Linked DNA regions of Mus musculus: region 2 is linked to region 1. A link is a contact called in public Hi-C data. All regions are on one chromosome and are shown on one strand. The core of a region is the stretch at or near the end of the contact, and the rest is flanking DNA. Distances in the headings are between cores, read along the strand shown.

What was found. Hi-C and Micro-C count contacts between places; a contact is called where the count stands out from the background.
Region 2: a Hi-C map of the N1E-115 cell line shows a contact between it and region 1, with 1.8 times the contacts expected there. The contact joins two enhancer-like sites. A contact is called at or near these places in 1 of 15 datasets of contacts at CTCF or cohesin (large pre-B cells), 2 of 484 Hi-C or Micro-C datasets (the N1E-115 cell line and epidermal suprabasal cells) and 1 of 115 datasets of contacts at active chromatin or transcription factors (large pre-B cells).

The regions. Positions count from the first base shown.
Region 1 is chr13:62,933,704-62,939,796 of GRCm38.p6, forward strand. No RefSeq gene overlaps it. Among named protein-coding and RNA genes, the nearest start is that of Gm40981, 19 kb to the left of the region's middle. Within about 2 kb of position 2,863, at least 10 of the 459 cell types and tissues checked have an H3K27ac peak or open chromatin away from gene starts, as enhancers often do. A contact at or near this core is called in the N1E-115 cell line, where this site is marked.
Region 2 is chr13:63,070,299-63,076,391 of GRCm38.p6, forward strand. All of the region lies in intron 5 of Aopep (aminopeptidase O), which reads left to right. Among named protein-coding and RNA genes, the nearest start is that of Gm46422, 21 kb to the right of the region's middle. Within about 2 kb of position 3,788, at least 46 of the 459 cell types and tissues checked have an H3K27ac peak or open chromatin away from gene starts, as enhancers often do. A contact at or near this core is called in the N1E-115 cell line, where this site is marked.

The DNA.
Region 1 (6,093 bases), core at 1,613-4,112:
CAGATCCTGTATGCCAAAGCTACTTCAGTTGGACCTTGATGGTAACAGTAAGGATTCCGTTTGTTCATTTGTTGCTTTTTAATTCCACTGCATACCCACACTTTTAAAAATGAGACAATACAGAAAGGTACAATAAGGAAGCAAAGAAATTGCCTCAAATCTACCCCACTTACCCGCACCAGAAAGTGGCTTTGGTGCTAACCCCCATGTACCTCCCTTTGGGGTGCAGAATGGAAGGAGAGAACAGATAGGATAGATCAGGGCAAATAACTAAATGTTGTAGCATTCTGACCTAGGTCTTATTTGCAGACTTTTTTTCTTTTTTTCAACAAGCCAGAGCCCTATAGTGTTCTGGGTATGTGCTCTACCACTGAGTTATCAAACCAACTCTGAATTATCTTTTGAATTAAATATATACACAATTCCTATTCCCTCCATGAGATGTGTTAAGGAGAATTTTAGGTGGTATTCCTCTTCATCTGAATTAACAATGATACAAAGTATCATGTTCCAATTACAACTACAATTACAAGAGCCATCGACTGCAATTCAAAGACATGGCCAAGATGCCTTCATTTTATATTCCTTTTGCCACTTGAATATCTGCATTTTTTCCCCCAGAACAGTAGCCTCTTGGGAGGACTCTGGGTACACTTGTAGTAAGATGTTTCAGTGACAGCTCAGCAGGAGAAAGGTGGGAAACACATCTCTAGACTCCAGTTCTATTCTGCTTCCAACCCTGGACAGCCCAAATGCCACATGTAATACTGGAACAGTCTCCCCTCCCCTCCCCTCCCCTCTCCTCCCCTCCCCTCCCCTCCCCTCCCTTCTCCCCTCGTCTTCCTTTCCTAGAACTCCCTCTGTAGACCAGGCTGGCCTCGAACTCAGAAATCTGCCTGCCTCTGTCTACCAAGTACTGGGATTAAAGTTGTGCACCACCATGCCCAGCTCTCTTTCTTAATATTCTCTCTCTCTCTCTTCCTTCCTTTCTTCCCTTCTTTCTTTCTTTTTCTGTAAGGACCTCCCCTAAGTTTGCTTCTTGAAAACATTGGAAGAGAAAAGTTCTATTCCTTTCCCTTTCCCATAGCCAGGTCTCACAACCTCCCAAAGCCATATGTTTATAGTCTGTGTGCTGATCAGATCCCATATGTGCCAATCTAGATGAAGACTATGTCCCTCCATGGGAGGGGAACTAACAGCAAGGCAGAGCTATGGTGGCTCAGGACTATAATCACAGCATCCAGGAGGCTGAAGCTGGTGGATCACAAGTTAGAAGCCAGCCTGGGCTTCAATATGACAAATAACAAAATAAATCCCCAGCACAAGGTCTGGGTAATAAACTTTACTAAGCTTTTGTGGTTTTTCTTTAAATTGTGTGTACACATACATGGTCACGCATATGTGCATGTGTGCATGCACATGTATATACAGTCAAGAACTAAAATCTGACGGGTAGGTGAGCTTCAGGAATCCTCCTGTCTATACTTCCCAGCACTGGAGATACAAGCCCATACCACTGTGCAAGCTTGTATATGGATGCCACAGATTAAATTGGGTCCTTATCCTTATATGGCAAGAACTTTACCAACTGAATGAACTACCTTCTCAGCTCCTACATGGAATTATGTGCTAGAAACTCCAAAATAATTGAATCCCAGGGTCATCTGCCCTGAAAAGCCCTTTGACCCCTTTACTCTCAGAGTAAAAATTTCCTTTCTGCACTCTGAACTATTTTCTTTTCAATGAGTCTTTGACAAAAAACAAAAACATAACATGCCTGTGGCAAAGATCACCCATGGCCCACACCCACACCCACACCCACCATTCACCACCTCAGATGTGCCATCTGCAGCTTGCTACAAGCCTGTTGCTCTGCAGTGGTGCAATTCTCTTATCTTCGGGCATTCTTCCATAAGTGCTAGGAAATGAGTGTTCCCAGGATGCACTCCTCAGCAAGGGATGGATGGGAACTAAAGCATCAATTCTTCATCTTTGTTACTGGTGGCGGTGTGTGGGGCAGGAATGACTATGTGGTGATCTCTGCACACTCCACCAAATCTCCCAGGGGAATTGGCTTCCATTGCTCATAAAGGCAACTTCCTTCAGAGTATATGATATTTTGAGCCTTTCCTGTCTTACTCCCCACCCCATGCTCCAGTGCTTCTTAGAGTCCTCCAAGGAAGTTGCGTGTACTCAGTGCTTTGTTGTAGGTGTCTGTCAGATGTGTCCCTCTCTCCAAAAGTATATTACTAACTCCCAGTATCTTAAATGTGAACTTATGTGGAAATAAGGTCTTTATGGAAGTAATCAAATAAAATATGCTCTCCCCAGGCTAGAGAGGAAGCTAATTTGATATGACTAGTATCCTTATAAGAGCAGAGAAGTGGGGCAAGAGCAATGAAGAGAGATCAGAGGGAGAGAGAAAACAATGTGACAACAGACTTAAGACTGATGCACCTACAAGGGCTGTTGTTCACTCAGAAAGCCAAGAGAAGAGTCCAACCTAGAGCCATCAAAGAGAGTGGGACCCTGCTGACCTCTCAGGCCTCCACACTCCAGAATTGTGAGACAATCCTTTTCTGCCATTCTAGGACACTCAGTTTGTGGTAGTTTGTATGGAAACCCTAAGAAGCCAATAGTTCTCTACCCTGTTTATAACATACTCCTTGAAACACAATGATAAATAACAATGGCTTTGTTTTTTAATTTTCCAATTTTCTGGTTTAGGAATATCAGCGATTCTTCTGTCCTATGTAATGGCAGCTGGCGGCTATTCTCTGATGCTTAACAGAGAGGTAGCCTGGACTTTGCAGGCCCTTGGGCCTAGAAAGCCCACAGGTGGTCTCTCCCACACGCCAAGTAGAAGGTCCCCCATGATCTTCTGTGGTATTTGGGGCCCCCAGGGACAAGGTTTTCTAAGACATCCAAGTAGACATTGCAAGGTTTCTCAGAAGTCTCAGGTTGTCACCACATCCCTGGCTTCCTAAATCAGAATCTAGCCTAGATGAAAGGGATTAGAGATTAGATTCTGACTCACAATGCACAGAGAAGCATTGAGATGTGGCTATCTTAATGTGCTCATCTTCAACAGTCAGGTGTACATCTTCCTAAGTTCCTCATTAGAGGAGCCCTCCTTTCCTACCCTAAGATTCCCCCAAGACAAAAATCTACTCAACAAAAAAAATCACTAAGTTTTGACATCAACATTCTATGATTTTTTGGAGTGATTTTCTTAATGTCAATCATGTCAATGTATGAGCTTTCCATGGAGCTATTTTCAAGCTAAAAAGGAAAACCAGAAAGCAGGCCTAGAGAGATGGTTCAGTAAAGTGCTTGTCGGACAAATGTGAGGACTTGAATTCAATCCCAATCCCAGTGCTCACGCAAACAAAACAATAACAACCCAACACAAGGCTGACTTGGTAGTACACATTTGTAAGCCTAGCACTGGAGTGTAGAAGACAGGTAGATCCTGAAGCTAACTGGACCAGCCAGTTTAGCCTGCTTGTCAAGTTTCACAGTGGTTAAAAACCTTGTCTCAAAATAAATAAAATAAAGTCAGGGTATGTGTGGGACGATAGTACTTGATGCATGATACATGAGGCTGTCCTCTGTCTCAATTACTAAGGAAAAGCACAGTACAGGAAGACTTCCAACATCAACCTCTTTGGCCTCCCAATATCTGCATACACACATCTACACACACCTGTACCCCTACGCATATAAGCATGTATATACTCACACATGTATACTGACAGGTTTTTAGTATCTTACTAAAGCTGACCTCTTTCTGGTCCCTTGTCTTATTCTTGCAGCATAGAAAAAGCTGTTGTTCAGAAACCCTGTCAGAGTTGCTACTTACTGACAGGGACAGCTTGAAGTGACACTGAACGCACTCAGAATGTGCTTTCATGACGGGCTGAAGAGTATTTTAGGTTCTTGTGGGCCAAGAGGCAAAGCCAGGATATTTTGTGCACACTCAAATTTGCCCTCTGAAACTTCGCTGAACATCCTTGGGTCAGCAGGTACTGGGCCGGATTTGCACAATGTGCTGTGTTTGCCACTCCCTGGAGTAGTGGACCAAGAACAAGACTTCAGGTCAGAAGAATATAGCTGGGTTCCTCTTCAGTCACCTTACCATATAACCTTTAACAGTCTTACCCAGAGCAGAAGACCCTACTGGACATGCCAGCCACAAACGGGGCTCTTCTGGGGGCTAGAAGGTGCTTGCCTTGCAGAAATTGATGACCTGAGTGTCACCCCAAAATCTGCATTAAAAAGAAAGAAGTCAGATGTGGTAGAGCATGAGTGTAATGCCAGCACTGGGAAGGTGGAGGCAGATGGGTCCTCTGGGTTGGATGGCCAGGAAGCCTAGTAACTTACTTGGTGAGCTTCAGGACAGTAAGAAACCTGTCACAAACAGAAACAGGTAGACGGTGCCCAAGGAATGACACACATGAATATTGTCTAGCTTTCATACACATGTGCACATACATAAGAACATGCACACATGCACATATGGGGAAGAGGGGATGGGAAGGCGAGGGGTGGGGAGGGGAAGGAAGAGACGAGACACAGAGCCTGAAGCTCTACTCTAACTCCACAATCATGATATTCATTCAGTGTTGGCCTATGTATAAAGTAAGGGGACAGGAAAGGTGGCTTTACCAGAGGCATAGACCAACATGCATTCTGCATCAGTACCAAAGCTCCCTGTCATGGGGACACAGTTCCTCTGAGTTAAGTAAACTTGAGCTCAAACCGCATGAACCAGAAATGCCCAAGCTCAGATGCTCAGGCAGCACTGCAATGCCCTCCCCGTGTCTGAATCTCAGTAAGTGATTTTCCAGTTGACCCATTGACCTAAGAAAATCATTCCAAGGCATGATGGGTATTCTGCAATTCTTAGAATAGGTACACAATAGAGATAAGTCCTGATCAAGTACCAGCACTCCCTATCCCAAGAAACATTGTAACTGAGGCACGTTGGTATCCCCAGAATCCACGAAAAGGGAAGGGGAGAGCATCCTAATGAGGTTCCCACAAACCCTCATCTAATCTTGGAGAGATTTGCTAGGATCAAACGATAATCACACAAAAACCTTTTGCCTGCGAGCATATGCTCAAAATCTGTCAGTCAATTTAGTTACAGCTCTGTCCTTAGATGCCTCCTAAGTGTGATGTCCTTTTAAAATGTCTGTACTTGAAGTGCATAGTGTGACACAGACAAATCTGAAGATCCAGCTCAGAGGTACAAGCACACACACCTTGAAGCATGCCACCCACATCAAGAAATGGATTGTTTGTATCATTATAGAGATCTCCAAACTCCTTTCCTACCCCCACCCCAGAGGCAACCACTGTCCCAAACTCTCCATAGAATGCTGTCTTTCCTGAATTTTCCAATGCAAGGACACAGTATGTGCACGTGTCTGGCTTCTTTTGCTCAACATATTCTTAATATTCAGCTGTGTCTCTCATACAAGCAGTTCCTCTCTCTCCCTTTTCTCTATTTTATGACATCTTCCTTTAGTTTGTAAGAACTTTTCAATCCTGCATTGATAGCAGGAGCTGGGTTGAATTGCTTCACCCCTGATGTGATTTCTGGTCTTGATCACTGTGCTATCGTCTCTCCCACACTTTGGAAGTTATAAAGTCAATAACCAGACTGTCATTCCCAACACGGACAAGGGGTTTTTTGGGGGAGAAAGGCTTCTGTTATCTTAACATTTATTACTCTATTTGTCTTCAAATCAAGTCTGCTCGATTCATATTTAACCATTTTCTTTACATAGAAAACAGAAGGAAAGACTAGATAAGCTTCCTACCAGGGGAGTCTGGGTGGAGCTTTAAGATAAAAGGCACACACTCTGCCCATAAGATGTGGAGCATGGGAGGGAAAGGCCCACTGAGTGCTTTCCTGGCCTCTTGCCATTCTCTGAACACTTAAAATACGTATATTTTTAAAGGCAACTGTTCTAACATTTAAGCCAAGTTTTCTCTGGCTAATAAGTCTTTTCTTGCCTTCAATTAAAAAAAAAAACAACAAACAAACAGATTGGGAATAGAGGAAGACATATCCTGTCCACAATT
Region 2 (6,093 bases), core at 2,538-5,037, 140 kb after region 1:
CATCATGAGAAACCAAAATTCATCATGTCCTGATCATTATAGTGTGCTGGAGAATCAAAGGACTTCTTGGTAAATTAACTGGCTCTTTCCTGAGTCCCTGTTTTATAAACATGTAGCAGGATCATAAATTCCATAGCTCTGGGCTTCTTTAGCAATTACGTTTTAATTATAATGAGTACCATTTTAGTATTCCACTTTGGCAAATGGCATTCAGCATCTCCATGTGAACAAAAACAGGAAAATCATTAACTGTGTTAAAGGATTTTTAAAAATGTTTGGACAATACACAATGTTTTAAACATTATTTATCATAGCTTGAATAAGAATCCTTAAAACTCTCTTTTTTGGTCCTGTTTTTGAGCCAAATAGGTGACTCCAGTGAACTGAGGAAAACACATTTTTACAACTTGCAAGCTACATACTCTTGTCCCAGCCCTTTCCTTACTCACTGTTCCAAAGGAAAGGCACTTTCACTCTTGTCTGACTACCAGCTTGCATTTGGTCTTCCATGGCCCGCTCCATCTCATCTTTTACTCATTTGAGATATGTGGACTTTCTGGGTTTGTTTCATTTCATTTCTGCCTCTGTGAACATGGCATCTGCATGTTTTGGAGTAATAGGATGCAGTCATAAAGTTATGAATACATTTTAAATAAGTTTCTCATGTACAGAAAGTTCTCCTGCTGTTGAGATAATATTCCACCGTTTTCATTATGACCTCATGCATTCTCGTGTCTCAAGTTGAGATGGAACAGCCAACCCACTTTCCTTTTACTGAGAAATGAATGCAAAGGATGGTCTTGGTCACACTCCATACCTTGCTATAGTGTCAGTAATGTCAGTGACATGATAGCCTGGAACTAGACTTATGAATATTGCTTAAGGTGAACATGTGAGTCCTACCTCTCTACATGATTATTTTGCTATTTGTCTCACATCAGATCACAATTATGTCCTGGTCTTACCTATTTTTATCTTTAATAGTTCAGTTATGTGTCACAAAGCAGAATTAGGCTGGCAAGACTACCTTGTTGATATCGAGGTACCCCACCCCCTACTCTATAATTGAATTTTAAGAATCCTGCAAATTATCTCAATGCTTTGTTTCTTGCCATCAAAAGTCATGTGGCTCTGCATTTCAACTTCTCTGTTCACATGTTAGTCTTGCCTCTGTCCAGTTGGTAGTGTGGCTGGCTGAAGTAGCCGGCAGACACTGATCTCCTTTCGTTTTTTTTGTTTGTTTTTTGTTTTGGTTTTTCGAGACAGGGTTTCTCTGTGTAGCCCTTGTTGTCCTGGAACTCACTTTGTAGACCAGGCTGGCCTTTAATTCAGAAATCTGCCTGGCTCTGCCTCCTGAGTGCTGGGATTAAAAGTGTGCGCCACCACGCCTGGCTCTCTGACCTCCTTTCAACTGGCTCCACACCAGGTTGTGTGTAGCTGTCTGCTCAGTCTCTGTGTTTCCATCAAGCATATTGTCTGATGCAGCACTTAAACTTCAGAACCTGCAAGGGCAAGTGCGGTTGATGAGATAGATCTTCATTCCAGTCTGGGAGAAATAGGGAATACACAGAAGTGAAAATGTGTGCTCTGCAGAAAGTAAAACCAAGGGCACTGGAGGGTAGGGAGGGTGGCTTTGTTAGGGTGGGCTCAGGTCAGCCACGAGAGAATAAGCAGACACTGAGATATGGGACAACCACAGAGACGAGCTTTGTCCTGGGGTCGTGGGTGCTGTACTGTCTCGTGACCTGCTAACTAGAGCCCCAGGGCTCAGCAACTGCTGTTCTTAAGCAGAGCCTCCGCTGCTGGAACTAGCACAGCACCTGACTCCTAGCCTGGACTCTTATCCCGGTGCCAAGGGAGAAAGGTGACCCCAAGCCACATTGTCTTTACCTGCTGTCTGTTTCGTGATTCCTTGCTCACACGGTAGGGCACAGGGAGGGGAGCTCAATGTAAATGTTTGCTTGTCTAAGTTTTTAAGGATTTTTTTTTCTTATTGAACAAAAATAATGTTGACAAAGAGTTTACAGAAATAATTACGCAAATATTCTCAATGCTCTTGGTGGAGAAATATTGTAAAGCCCCTTATTAACACAACTTGTTTGGGTTGTGCAATGGAAGATGTCTGCATCTTATCCCAGCTCCTGACTCTGCATGGAGTTTCCTAAGTACCTCAAGTACAAACAGGCGTCCTGCACACACTTGCCCAGGAGCGACTGGAGCCAGGTTGCCCCACCCCTCTCCCTGGAGTTAGACAGGGTGTTGTCTTGTTTGTTCTTATCTCCCAGCCAATTCGTAATAGAATAAGCAAAGCACAACAGGCTGCTACAAAGGGCCTGTTGTTTTCAGCCTCTGACTGCACTCCTTTCTGCCAGAGAGGAAGCAGTCATAAGTTTCTGTCATTATCTTAAGTGGTAAGGTTTCACAGGCTTTGGAAGTCTTTCTTCAATTGTTTTTTCTTTTCTTTTTCTTTTTTTTTTTTTTTTTGCTAACTTACACTTTAATTCCCTAAGGCCCCTCCTTTAAATGCCAAGGGTTGTGCCCACAGTGGTTCTTCCCTGAGGAACAGGCCCCGAGACAAGTCAGTGCGTGTTCACTCCCCTGTCTGCCCACCCTTAACTCTTTGGCTTTCTCTCACAAGCTCCATACTTGGGTTTGCATATATGTTTTGTTTTGAGCTTCCATGGTTTCTCAGATTTTAAGTACAATCTCAAATGTTTTCATGGGTTGTTTCTTTAAAAACCCAAACATTTGAATGAGCACTCCTGTCCCTTGTGCCTTTTGCACAGGTGGGTGAGGTGACAAGCAGCTCACACCTTCCTTTTCTGTCCCTAGAAAAGTTTGTTTTTTGCAAGCTTGCTGGGACTGTTCGCTGAGCAGTGGCCCTCTGAGGGTGGCGGGTGGTGTGCCCCCTCGGTGCTTTCTTGACACTCTTCACTTGACTGCTGATTTACCTAACTTTGCTTCTCTTCCTACTGAGGGGTCTTCTCCTAACTTGTTCTGCTCGTCATTTCTCTTTCCTAAAGCAGTAACTGTTATCCATAAAGTATTGGATTTGTAGGCCTTGGAAAGCCCTGGCTACAATGGTTTTGCTGATCATCGACATGGTGACCTTGGCTTTTCCACTCACAAACCCTCTCTGCAAGAGATCTTTATATTAAAATTGTAAGTGTAAAATTAGCACAAAACCAAAATGTTTACTGATGAGTGGTAAAGAAATATATCTTAGCATTTTCAGTACATCATTTATTAAAGACTACTATGCACATTAATGCAACAGATATGACTGGGCATCTTTACATGAACAGTTAAATCCTAGCTGAATAATTGACACTACAGGATATGGTACATCTTCAGTATTTTTCAAAATTGATTGATATTTTGACTTTAAAATCCTCAACATTCAGAAGGCTGTTTCAAACAAATATGGTAGGAGTATTTTACAGCCAGCTTAAAAAAAAATCATTAGAAATTCTGCACTAATTCTAATGATCCGATTCATTTTATGATTTTTTTAAAAAATGAAACTCAAATCAGCAACTTAAGCATTCCTAAAGCCAAACATGCTAACATGAAATAATCAATTCAGAGATACACTGATCTCACACTTGCATGCTGAGGCATGATAATTGGGAAAATATAAGTCCTTGCTTCCTGTGATTAAATCTTTGTTTCCATGAAAGCAGAAAACCTTGTGTGCACAGTGAAAACCCGGCGGTGGTAACATTCAGCAGCTGCAAGTCTGTGACAAGTATTTGGAGCTGCAAGGAGAAGTGCAAAGTGAACATATGATGCAATGCCAGTAACTGCTGCCAGAAACACGTTCAACTCAGCATGTGTTGGGTTTGAACTATACTGGTTATAGGCTCAACAACATTTCACTGGGGCCAAACTTTTGTGCCCCTGCCCCCCAACTCAGTTACAGTGTTCAGGTATCCACCCACAGTTTAAGAAACAGTGGTCTTGACAGTAATCAGTTTGTATTAAGTTGTGCAGGGACTGAGAGTTTGGAGCTCCGACATTGGAGAGACTTGTCTAACTGTCTGGGGTTGAAGGCATTGCTCTGAGGGAAGACGATGTGGGTCATGGCTCAGAGTGGGCCAGCTCTGCAGTGAGTGTGCAGGACCAGCTTCTCATTGAGGGGTGGTCAAAGCGAAAGCATGGCTTCTGTTTGTCTAGAATCTTCTTGTTATGGAGCAGCTGTGCCGCTTGTCAGACCCACAAGTAGCATTTTATCATCATCGGACTGTGACCTCTCACCCTCTGGATGATTGCACTTAAGTGTTTCCTTTTCTTTGAACTGTTCACACACACGTAGACTGACAGAGAACTGCTGAAGCCATCCTTCAAGAGAACTTGCCAGGCCTTTGAAAGGCCTGCAGCAATCATCCTCTACCTGTGTTTGTAATCATCTCTCCCTTTTGATGTCATCATAAGCAGCTAATCTCTTCCAGTCCTGCACCCTGCCTGATGTGGCTAGTTGCCACCAACTTATGATTCTCCTCTTGGAGGGAAAGCCACTCCCACCTCACTAATGAGCCCCTATTGCTGTGCTCGCTGGATAGGGAGTCATGGAAGGCAAGGGATAAGAGCCTACATTTGAATGTTGACCGTTTCAGGGTCTCATTTCTGAAACTATTACAGAGAAAAGTGCTGGGTTCTAGACAACGTTATAAACATGTTAGTTCCTTATTGGGGAGAATACTAGCTCTAGAAATAGTCTTTAAACATAATGTATGAAGGGCTCTCCTGAGAGGGACCTATGTATGGAGTATATAGCCTTGTGCCCTTAACTCATTCTACAGTGCAATTGAACACATTGAGTGAAAGGCCAAAGATAAAAGGAAATTATTTTCAAAACTGTATTCCTTTGGTGGCTGAAGATGTAGCTGTTCGCAGAGTGCTTCTCTAGCATGCCTGTAGCCCTAGGTTCAATCTTCAGCATAAAATGGGATGTGAGGTCACATACCATATCCTCAGTTTCTGGAAGCAAGAGGATCAGAAATTCAGGATCACCTGTTGGCTTAGATTTTTCAAAGACCTACTTTGATGGTTCTTAAACACTTTAACCTCCCCTCTAGCCTACTACCCACCAGAGGTAGTAGGAAAAAAAAAGGATATTATGATATGGAGGGAGTGGTCTGGTTTAGAAATTGTTCTTTGGAGCAAATCACATCTGCTTTGTCAAGAAATCAGCAGTTCACTCCACAGGAGTCAGCAGTGGCAGCTTGATTCACTCAAAAAACACTTCACGGATATACCAGCAGTCCAGTTCAGTAGTGTTGGGATAGCAACAGTAGTGGCATGACCTAGCAGGACTAGCCAGCTAGGCCTTAGCCGAATCAGCAGGAGAGATTAAGACCAGTGGGGACACCAGAAGACATTCTCTACTGTGCCTCTTTCAACAAAGCAAAGATCAGTAAAGATGAGAGACCAAGAAGTGTTGTAAAGCTAGCTATACAAGCAAGCCAAGCCAAGCCCCTGTTTCACCATGTGTCTTAGCAAAACTCCATGTGAGTCTATATCAGATAACATCACTCTGCCAATTCCATGGCAAGAAGCCACCAGCACACCACTAGAAGTTTTAGTTTTGGTGTGTTTCTCCTTATGGAGTCTCAACAAAGATGACGAATAAACAATGGTAAGACATACCGATACCATCCAGTGTCATCCACTGTCTATTTGGGTCCTTCTTAACATCATTTGTCCTTTCACAAGTTTGTTTTATTGAAATGTTCCTTCACAAGTCTACCTTAGCAAAACATCCTTTCACCTGTGTCCACTTCAGGAAAACACTCCTTCACATTTCTACCCCAGCAAAACACCATCTGATACAACTGACTGTCCAAAGAGACTAGAAGTTTCTACTTCAGTCATCTCTGGTTACATAAAGACAGGCTAGCCTAGGCCCCACAAGACCCTATCTTGAAATAAAGAAATACTATTTTCATAAAAACCTGAATGTTGTGTGGGATGTGAGGGTTCAAGTTAAAATGAATCACAATTTAACTCCAAAGTGGAGCTCAAAGTAGGACACCTTCTGCTTCTTGGTGAATACCCATGTTCACTTACTGTCTCTTGATGTCTGTCTCTCTG